2 separate regions of the Zea mays genome follow, and region 2 is linked to region 1. A link is a contact called in public Hi-C data. All regions are on one chromosome and are shown on one strand. Each heading gives the region's core, a stretch centred on a gene start, on an enhancer-like site or on the middle of the called end of the contact. The rest is flanking DNA. Distances are from core to core; before and after follow the strand shown.

Region 1 (4,091 bases), core at 633-3,132:
ACACCAGGTTCACCAATCAGAACTGGATTGTTCTTTGTTCTTCGTGATAAAATCTGTATACATCTTCGAATCTCATCATCTCTTCCAATAACTGGATCAAGCTTCCCTTGACGTGCCATAGCTGTCAGATCCTTTCCATATTTCTCCAAAGCTTCGTACTTTCCCTCAGGATCTATTGAAAACACATATTTTTAATTTTTTATGTGAAAATATCTTCTGTTGTATCAGAGGGACACAGGAGTTCAAGGTAAAAAATTTCATATCAATTATGCATGGAAAGGTGATGTCTACTTCAGCAGACGCTTCATTACTTGCCATTTTCTTTGTGCAATTTACAGGAATATAGGTCACATCATGCAATTTTATGGAGCACAGACAGAGGAAGAGGATAGAAGTTGCAAGCATGTTAATGCCAGCATTGCAAGTAGGGGGAACTCATACCTTGATCGATTACATTTTGCTTCCCTCTAATCGATTCAATGGCTGATTTCAACGTCTTCACAGTAATCTGAAAATCCTTGAACAGCTGTTTCCCAAACCGCTTATCTTCAGCAAAGCCAAGGACTAGATGCTCAACTGAGACATATGAATCGCCGTACTCTTTCTTGAAGTCCCGGGCTCTTTGTATCAGAGCTTCTAAGTCACGCCCCAACATAGATCCAGGTTCTTCACCTAATACCTGAATCATTAAACAGAACGTAAGACAACTATGAATGGAAATTCCTTGTTTTTTGTTTCAACGAAAAGCAATATATAGAAAGATATTGAAGAATGTTGAGTTTATTGAAGTGGGAAAAATGTTTTTCCAGTTCTCTGATCATTATTCCGAGTTCATAGTAAGATGCATTAATCTTGCTAAGACAAACTGCATGTGAATATCAACAGAATCGGAGTGTGTTGAGGACGAAGCACCTTAGGCTGTCTCTGGATGAACTTCTCCGTGGCATCAAGAAGCCTTGTATTATCAACTCCTGCCTTAGAAAAAATGCGGCGGGCAAGGCCATTCCGTTGCTCCAGCAGGGATTTCATCATATGCTCAGTCTCCACAATCTGGTGCTTGCTCTCCTTCGCCACCTCAGGGGATGAGACAATTGCTTGCCACGCCATCTCAGTGAACTCTTGTTGTGTAATCTGTCAGCGGGATAGGTGCTGACGAGTGAGAAATATGTGTGTGTGTGAAAAAAATATACAATTTCCTGGCTCTTCATCAAAAGAGTATCAGTAGTATAAATGCTATGAAAACTACTTTTCGTTAATGAGAAATGGAACATAAATAAATGCATCGATGGCTGTATTACATGTACAACGACCGTGACATTAGGAATTGAAAACGGAACAAGCCAGTATATTTCTGTAAAATGAAATCAAAGAAAAAGAAGTGCGCAAAATCGGACTGAAAATGAAGGCAAGGAAAACGGGTCCCTACCCTGCCGTCCCGGCTGGTGGCGTTGCAGCGAACGGAGAGCGGCGTCCGGCAGAGCCTCTTCCCGACCACCGGAGCCAGTACCCCGCCCCTTCCTCCTCCCGTCGTCCTTAGTCCCGCCTTACCCCTCACATGACCCGCCCTCGCCGCGCCCCACGCCGCGGCTACGACCGGCGTCGGCACGGCCGCGGCCGCGGCGGGGGCGGAGGTTAGGAAGGAAAGTGCGTCGGCGGACAGAGGCGGCGCGGCGGCCATGGTGGGGCGCTGTAGTGTTGATGGCACAATCGTGATTGCTTATCAGAAGGTAGGAGGAGCAATTCAGACTGGAATGGAACTCTGGATTGGATGGTTTATCAGGAGAAATGGTATGGCATGGTATGGAACAGAAGGTCGCGGCGGGGCGGGACGAAGCGTGTATAAATCGGTGGCGGCGTGGAGGGTGGAGACAAGCGGAGGAGGAGGTTCTGGGAGGTTCAGGTGCCAACGAGCACTTCCGTGGAGTGGAGAAGGGGAGGAAGACGATAGGGAAAGGAAGGACCGGAATAGAAGGGGTGGGGCGCGTGCTCTGCGAGCGCGGCGCCGTCGGATCTCGCGCTGGACGGCCGGGATCTGTGTCTATGCGCTCGGGTGGGTGATTTGGAGTCGCACCGCCTCTTGCTGCATTCCCTTTTTCATATATATCTAATCTAATCTACTAAATCCTAAAATCCATATCTAATATTAAAAAAACTAAAATTGTATCTTAGTTTATTTTCGCTCATGTTCTCTAAATGTATATATAATAATAAAGAGTCTTTGTTAGATTTTAATAAGATCGTACTTAATTTTCTCCGGCAAGATACTTTAAAGGTATCGTTTGGTTCACGTATTGGTAATATAATGGGTAACCAATAACGTTAAATTATATTTGTTTAAGTCTATCTGTAATTGATACCACACTAGAAATGAATACCGACTTATTCAAACTTATTACCACCGGTATTCGAGTGTGAATTATTACCATTATTATTTATGTTACATTTCGTGAACCAAACAACACATAAATTCTCTTCCCTATTTCTTTTGCTCTTTATAGTATCATTTAAAAAATTATGTGCTCTATACTGCACTCTCACTAGTAACGTCCTATATTAATCTATTTTTTGAACCATGGTTTTAAAGTCGTCTGACTAATCGCGATTAGTCGGCCTTATCGCCTGGTAGAGCACGATTAGCATGGACGACTCGATTAGGGCGACTAGGTGACGACTAATCGTCCTAGTTGGCAACTAATCGCAATTAGTCGGCCGACTAGGTGCCATGTCCGACTAGCTTGTGCCAAGTTTGGACCTGTAAAAAAAGTGTCCTCTGTTATATCATTATATGGGTTGGCGGCCCACTGTCTCCACTCTCCAGTCCACAGTAGAAACAAGCTCTATTGTCTGCCACTGTGCCGCCGCATAGTAGAAACCCTAAGCCGCCACACAATAGAAACCCTAAGTCGTCGCCTCTGCCCCCTCTCACACTCTGCTCCATTGCTGCCCTGCGGCCCTGCCCTCTGCTCCGGTGGTCCTCAGCTCCGGTGGCCCTGCCCTCTGTTGCGCTCGCCTCTGCTGTCTGCTCAGCTCCGGTGGCCCTGCCCTCTGATGCGCTCGCCTCTGCTCAACTCCGGTGGCCCTACCCTCTGCCCTCTGTTGCGCTCGCCTCTACTCAGCTTCGGCGCTCGCCTCTGCTCACTGCTCTGCTCCGACAACTGTCTGCACCAATCTGTTCTGAACTCTGTTCAGAGTTCAGTGCTCACTTCACTAGTCTGTTCAGAGTTCAGTGCTCACTTCAGTGCACACTTCACTAGTCTGTTCTGAACTTAACCGAAATGAGCACCTCTACAGATGGTAATCTATGTGTTCTTTTGGTTCTTCAATTGTTCATTTGGTGCTACACCTCTTGAGTTGTTATTCACAATTTCACACTACAGATGAGACTAGGAGGCGGCGTAATAATGTTCAAGTTATCTTCCCAGAATCTGTGTTGCCCGAAGCCCAGAACGATGGCAGTGGCACCGGCACGGTTCAAGCCACGCGTGAATCAGTTGCATCGGCTTCATCTGATGTTGCAGTCGGTTCTTCCATAAAGGATAAAGCAATTGCTGCGCTGCCCACAGAATTGGCTGAGATGGCTAAGGATACTAAGAGAAAGGCTTGATCTTCGGACCCAGGGTGAAAATATGGATTTTGGCCAGACATTGCAAAGAACGAGATGGTTCAGTGTATTTTTTGCCAAAAAGTTGTACCAGCAGGAATCAAAAGGTTCAAGCAACATATTGCTGGCGGGTTTGGTGATGTAGGGAAGTGCCCAAGAGTGCCTGAAGTGGTTAGGAAGGAGATGGCAGTCTACTCGAAGAAGAATGCAAGAAATAAGATGGTTTTTTTAGATAATGAAGAGGAGGATGTAGAAGGGGGTGAGGAACATCAGGAAGATGGTGATGCAAGAGAAGTACCAAGTTCTGGCACAACAGGAAAACAAGTGAAGAGGAAATTAGCTCAATCTACTATTAAGTCATTCATGGTTTCTGGTCCAGTTAAACCACAAACCCAAAAGCAATGCAAGTCGGTTAGTTCCATGTTGTGTAAGACACCGGAGGAAGTTGTTGCAGAAAGGAACAACTCCAAGTGTTCTCAAACTACTCTTG
Region 2 (4,091 bases), core at 1,142-3,641, 530 kb before region 1:
GTCCGTTTTTTCAGACTCAAAGAGGGGTTAGACAGGGTGACCCGTTGTCACCTATAATCTTTAATTTGGTAGCAGATATGCTTGCCACTTTGATTAAGAGAGCAAAGGTGAACGAGCAAGTAGTGGGTTTGGTACCACACTTGGTAGATGGAGGGCTTTCCATTCTACAATACGCAGATGATACAATCTTGTTTATGGAGCACAACTTGGACAAGGCAACGAATATGAAACTCATATTATGTGCCTTTGAGCAGCTGTCGGGTCTGAAAATAAATTTCCACAAGAGTGAGGTCTTCTGCTATGGGAAGGCCAAAGAGGAGGAAGGGAGGTACACAAGATTGTTTAGCTGTAAAAGTGGAGGCATGCCTTTCAGATATCTTGGAATCCCTATGCACCATCGAAGGTTGGCTAATGGTGATTGGAAAACAGTGGAAACCAAATTCGAGAGAAAGCTAAGTAGTTGGAAAGGAAAGCTTATGTCCGTGGGAGGGCGGTTAGTGTTAATTAATTCTGTTCTAACCAGTCTTGCGATTTTTATGATGTCTTTCTTTGAAGTACCAAAAGGGGTGCTAGAGAAAATAGATTATTTCAGATCACGTTTTTTTGGCAAGGTGATGGCCATAAGAAAAAATATAGTTTGGCAAGATGGGATGTAATTTGCCAACCTAAAGAGTTAGGCGGGTTAGGCATTTTGAATTTAGAGATTCAAAATAAATGTCTCTTAAGTAAATGGTTGTATAAACTTCTCAATGAAGAAGGAATGTGGCAATCGTTGCTGAGACGGAAATATTTGGCCAATCGAACTCTTTCCCAAGCACAACGTCGGGCTTCGGATTCTCACTTTTGGAGTGGCCTTATGAAGATTAAGGATCTATTCATGAGTAAAGGTACCTTTCAGGTAAAAGATGGGTCCCAAACGCGTTTCTGGGAGGACAATTGGCTTGGGTTGGGAGCGCTAAAATTCCAATTTCCTCTTTTGTATAATCTTGCAAGGATGAAGAATTCAACTGTTGCCTTTGTCTTCTCCACAGTACCCTTAAACATATCATTCCGTAGGGGATTGGTGCACCAGTTGAGGGCTCAATGGTTTCAACTAGTGACGTTGGTGGCGTATACTAATTTGACTACTAACAGGGATTCATTCAGATGGGACCTGACTGCTAATGGGTTGTTCTCTGTTCAGTCCCTGTATCAGGCAATTCTTAACAATGGGGCGGTTAGGGATAACAAGGACCTTTGGAAGCTTAAGATACCTCTGAAAATAAAGGTTTTTATGTGGTACCTCAAAAGAGGTGTAACTTTAACAAAGGATAACTTGGCCAGGAGGAATTGGCCTGGTAATCAGACCTGTTGCTTTTGTAGCAGACTGGAGACAATAAATCACCTGTTTTTCAGGTGTACTTATGCGTCTTTCATCTGGCGTTTGGTTCAGATAAGCACAGGGTTGAGACCACCTCGGGATGCAAACGATTTGTTTGGGGACTGGGCAAGGGTGCTATCAGTCAAATCACGTCGTTTACTACTAACTGCAGCATCTGCAATTTGCTGGGCCATTTGGTTAAGCAGGAATGATGTGACTTTCAATAAATCTTCTCCTAAATCTTGTCTGCAGGTAACCTTCAGGGCAACATATTGGTGTCGCTTCTGGGCACAGCTACAGCTTAAGATGGAGGACCAAGAGTTAATAAAATCTTCATGTCGCAAGATGGAGATGGTGCTACTAAAGTTTTTTCGCAATTTCGGATGGGGAGCTGCTTGGCGATTAACGTTGTAGTACCTTTGGTCTTGTCATAGGTGGTCTTGGGTGCAATCGTGTGTTTTGTCAAGGCAGTAAGCTGCCTTCAGTTGTAAACGTTGGCCGTAGCCTCTCTAGAGGTCAAGGTCGGAATATGTTTCCATTATCTAAAAAATATATAAATATATATAGCAATATAGCATATAGGAGGCAATACCAAACATAGCAAATTTAAATATTGAATACTAGAACTGGACAAATCAGAATTCAGATTTCAGAACATCAGTCATACCAGTCACCAACACAAAGAATGAAAGAATGAAAGAAATTGAGGGTTGTGCAGGTGCAGTGATGTAGAGAGAGATGAACAGAGGGGAACAGATCACAGAGTGGTGCAGCGATGAAAGGTACCTTCAGAGTTCAGACAATGTACTCATCTTGCCGCTGTGCAGGCTGCTGGCCGCTGCCAAGGAGGCTGCAACCGTTGAGGAACAAAGAGAGGGCAGCCGCCATTGAAGAACAAGGAGAGGGCATCCGCCGTTGAGGAACAAGGAGAGGGCAGCCGCCGGAATCAAACAGTCTGCTGGTAGAACAGGGAGATGGGCAGAGGGTAGCAGCAGGTTTTACTAAACCCTAACACTAATGGGCCCTATTACCAGCCCATTGGTCGTTCCCACCCAAACTGGGCCACAACCAGGAGTCCACGGCAAAAACAGATCCTAGTTGTCCCCACCCAAATTGGACAACTAATCGCGCTCAGTCGACGATTAGTCAAACAACCAGAGCAGATCGGGTCAGACTTCCTAGTCGCATCAACAAAACCAACTTGCCCGACTAATCGCGATTAGTCGGACGACTTGAAATCATTGGTGATCATGTCCGAAATAATGATATACATGATAGACTAGGGATAGCACCGTGAAGAAAAGTTTATCCAACACCGGCGGAGATAGTTTGAACATGTCTAACAGCTTGAAAGGATGAAATATAACTTAAGATTTAGTAATGAATAGGAGTGCATAAAAACAGCTATCCATATGCTTGAACCTTGACTTGTGGTTTATAATGGGTTTCAACTCTAGACTATCTCAACGTGCTTGGGACTAAAAGGCTTTGTTGTTGCTGAGTTCTTACCTAGCTAACGTCAGTTATGTTCCTGACTAGTTTTGGTCGTATCCCTATTCTCTCAATATGAACCAGGGTACTGTTCAGTGACTGCTAACTTGGTGCTAGTGTTGTACTCTATATGACACTTCTGCACCCACTGCCTAAATCACTGGGCAAACCCTTTAAATTTGCAGCATATCATGTATTGACATAATTACATGATTATACCATAAAAAACCGGACTGGACAGTTTACAGATGTATTAAAAGCAGGTATGTTAGGCAACAGCCCAATGATTTCAAGTCGTCCCACTAATCGCGATTAGTCGGGTTGGTCACGACTAGCTAGATGACTCGATTAGACTGGTCGCCCTAGTCATCCGACTAGTCGTCGATTAGGGCGACTAATCGCCCGATTTATAGGATCTTTTAGCCTGGCCTCTCCTCTGCCAATACATAGCCGCCAAAACCCATGCTGGTATGTGCCTCCTCTCTTTTGCCCGACGTCCAGCACCGGCGGCTGCACCCCAGATCTTCAGCACCGGCGGCTGCGCCCTAGATCCATTGTTATTAAAACATCGCTTAAACGTCGTTTAAGCGTCGTTTAAACAACAAAACGTGGTTAGAGTTTAGAACGTCCGGTCGTTTTAGCAAAAACGCGTAGCACGTCCGTTTATCACGTTTAAACGTCGCTTAAACGTCGTTTTCTCGTTTTCGGATGTTCTAGGCGTGATCAGGACGTTCTACGTGCTATTGGGCCTTTCACAGGCCAAAAAATACATAGGGCTGCCAGGCGTCCAGTGCCGACAGCCTCCCTCCTCTCCTCTGCCCCCTCCTCCCTCTCCATCCTCCAACAGTCCAGCGCTGCCAGGCCAGTGAAGTGCCACCCTCCCTAGTTTTAGACTTTCAATCATCAAGAGTTCCAGGTTCAGTCTTCCAGTTCAGACAGTGACGCCCTCCCTAGTTTCAGACTTTCAGTCACCAAGAGTTTATGGTTACCGATCATATATACAAGTTGTAACTTGTGTGGTTGAACTTGATCTGTTTCATTTTGTTTTGTGAACTCAAGTACTTAACTTATGTATGAACACATTCTATAATTGAAATTTTAAACTTTATGTAATGTCTGAAAAGACGTTTCAACGTTCGTTTAAACGTTTAAATGTTAAAAAGGTGGTTCATAACGTTTTAAAGTTTTACCGCTTTAAGAACCATGCCTAGATCTCCATCACCGGCAGCTGCTCACCTGT

The links. Hi-C and Micro-C count contacts between places; a contact is called where the count stands out from the background.
Region 2: a Hi-C map of ear shows a contact between it and region 1, with 2.4 times the contacts expected there. The contact joins the enhancer-like site here to the promoter of LOC103636567 in region 1. A contact is called at or near these places in 2 of 25 Hi-C or Micro-C datasets (ear and tassel).

What each region holds. Positions count from the first base shown.
Region 1 is chr1:75,275,014-75,279,104 of Zm-B73-REFERENCE-NAM-5.0, reverse strand. LOC103636567 (chaperone protein ClpB2, chloroplastic-like) reads right to left here and starts at 1,882. Exons shown (of 10, transcript NM_001347043.1): 1 at 1,427-1,882; 2 at 913-1,131; 3 at 442-679; 4 at 1-172. The coding sequence starts at 1,678.
Region 2 is chr1:75,808,236-75,812,326 of Zm-B73-REFERENCE-NAM-5.0, reverse strand. All of the region lies in intron 3 of LOC103636617, which reads right to left. Among protein-coding and RNA genes, the nearest start is that of LOC103636617, 14 kb to the right of the region's middle. Within about 2 kb of position 2,391, at least 4 of the 20 cell types and tissues checked have an H3K27ac peak or open chromatin away from gene starts, as enhancers often do. A contact at or near this core is called in ear, where this site is marked.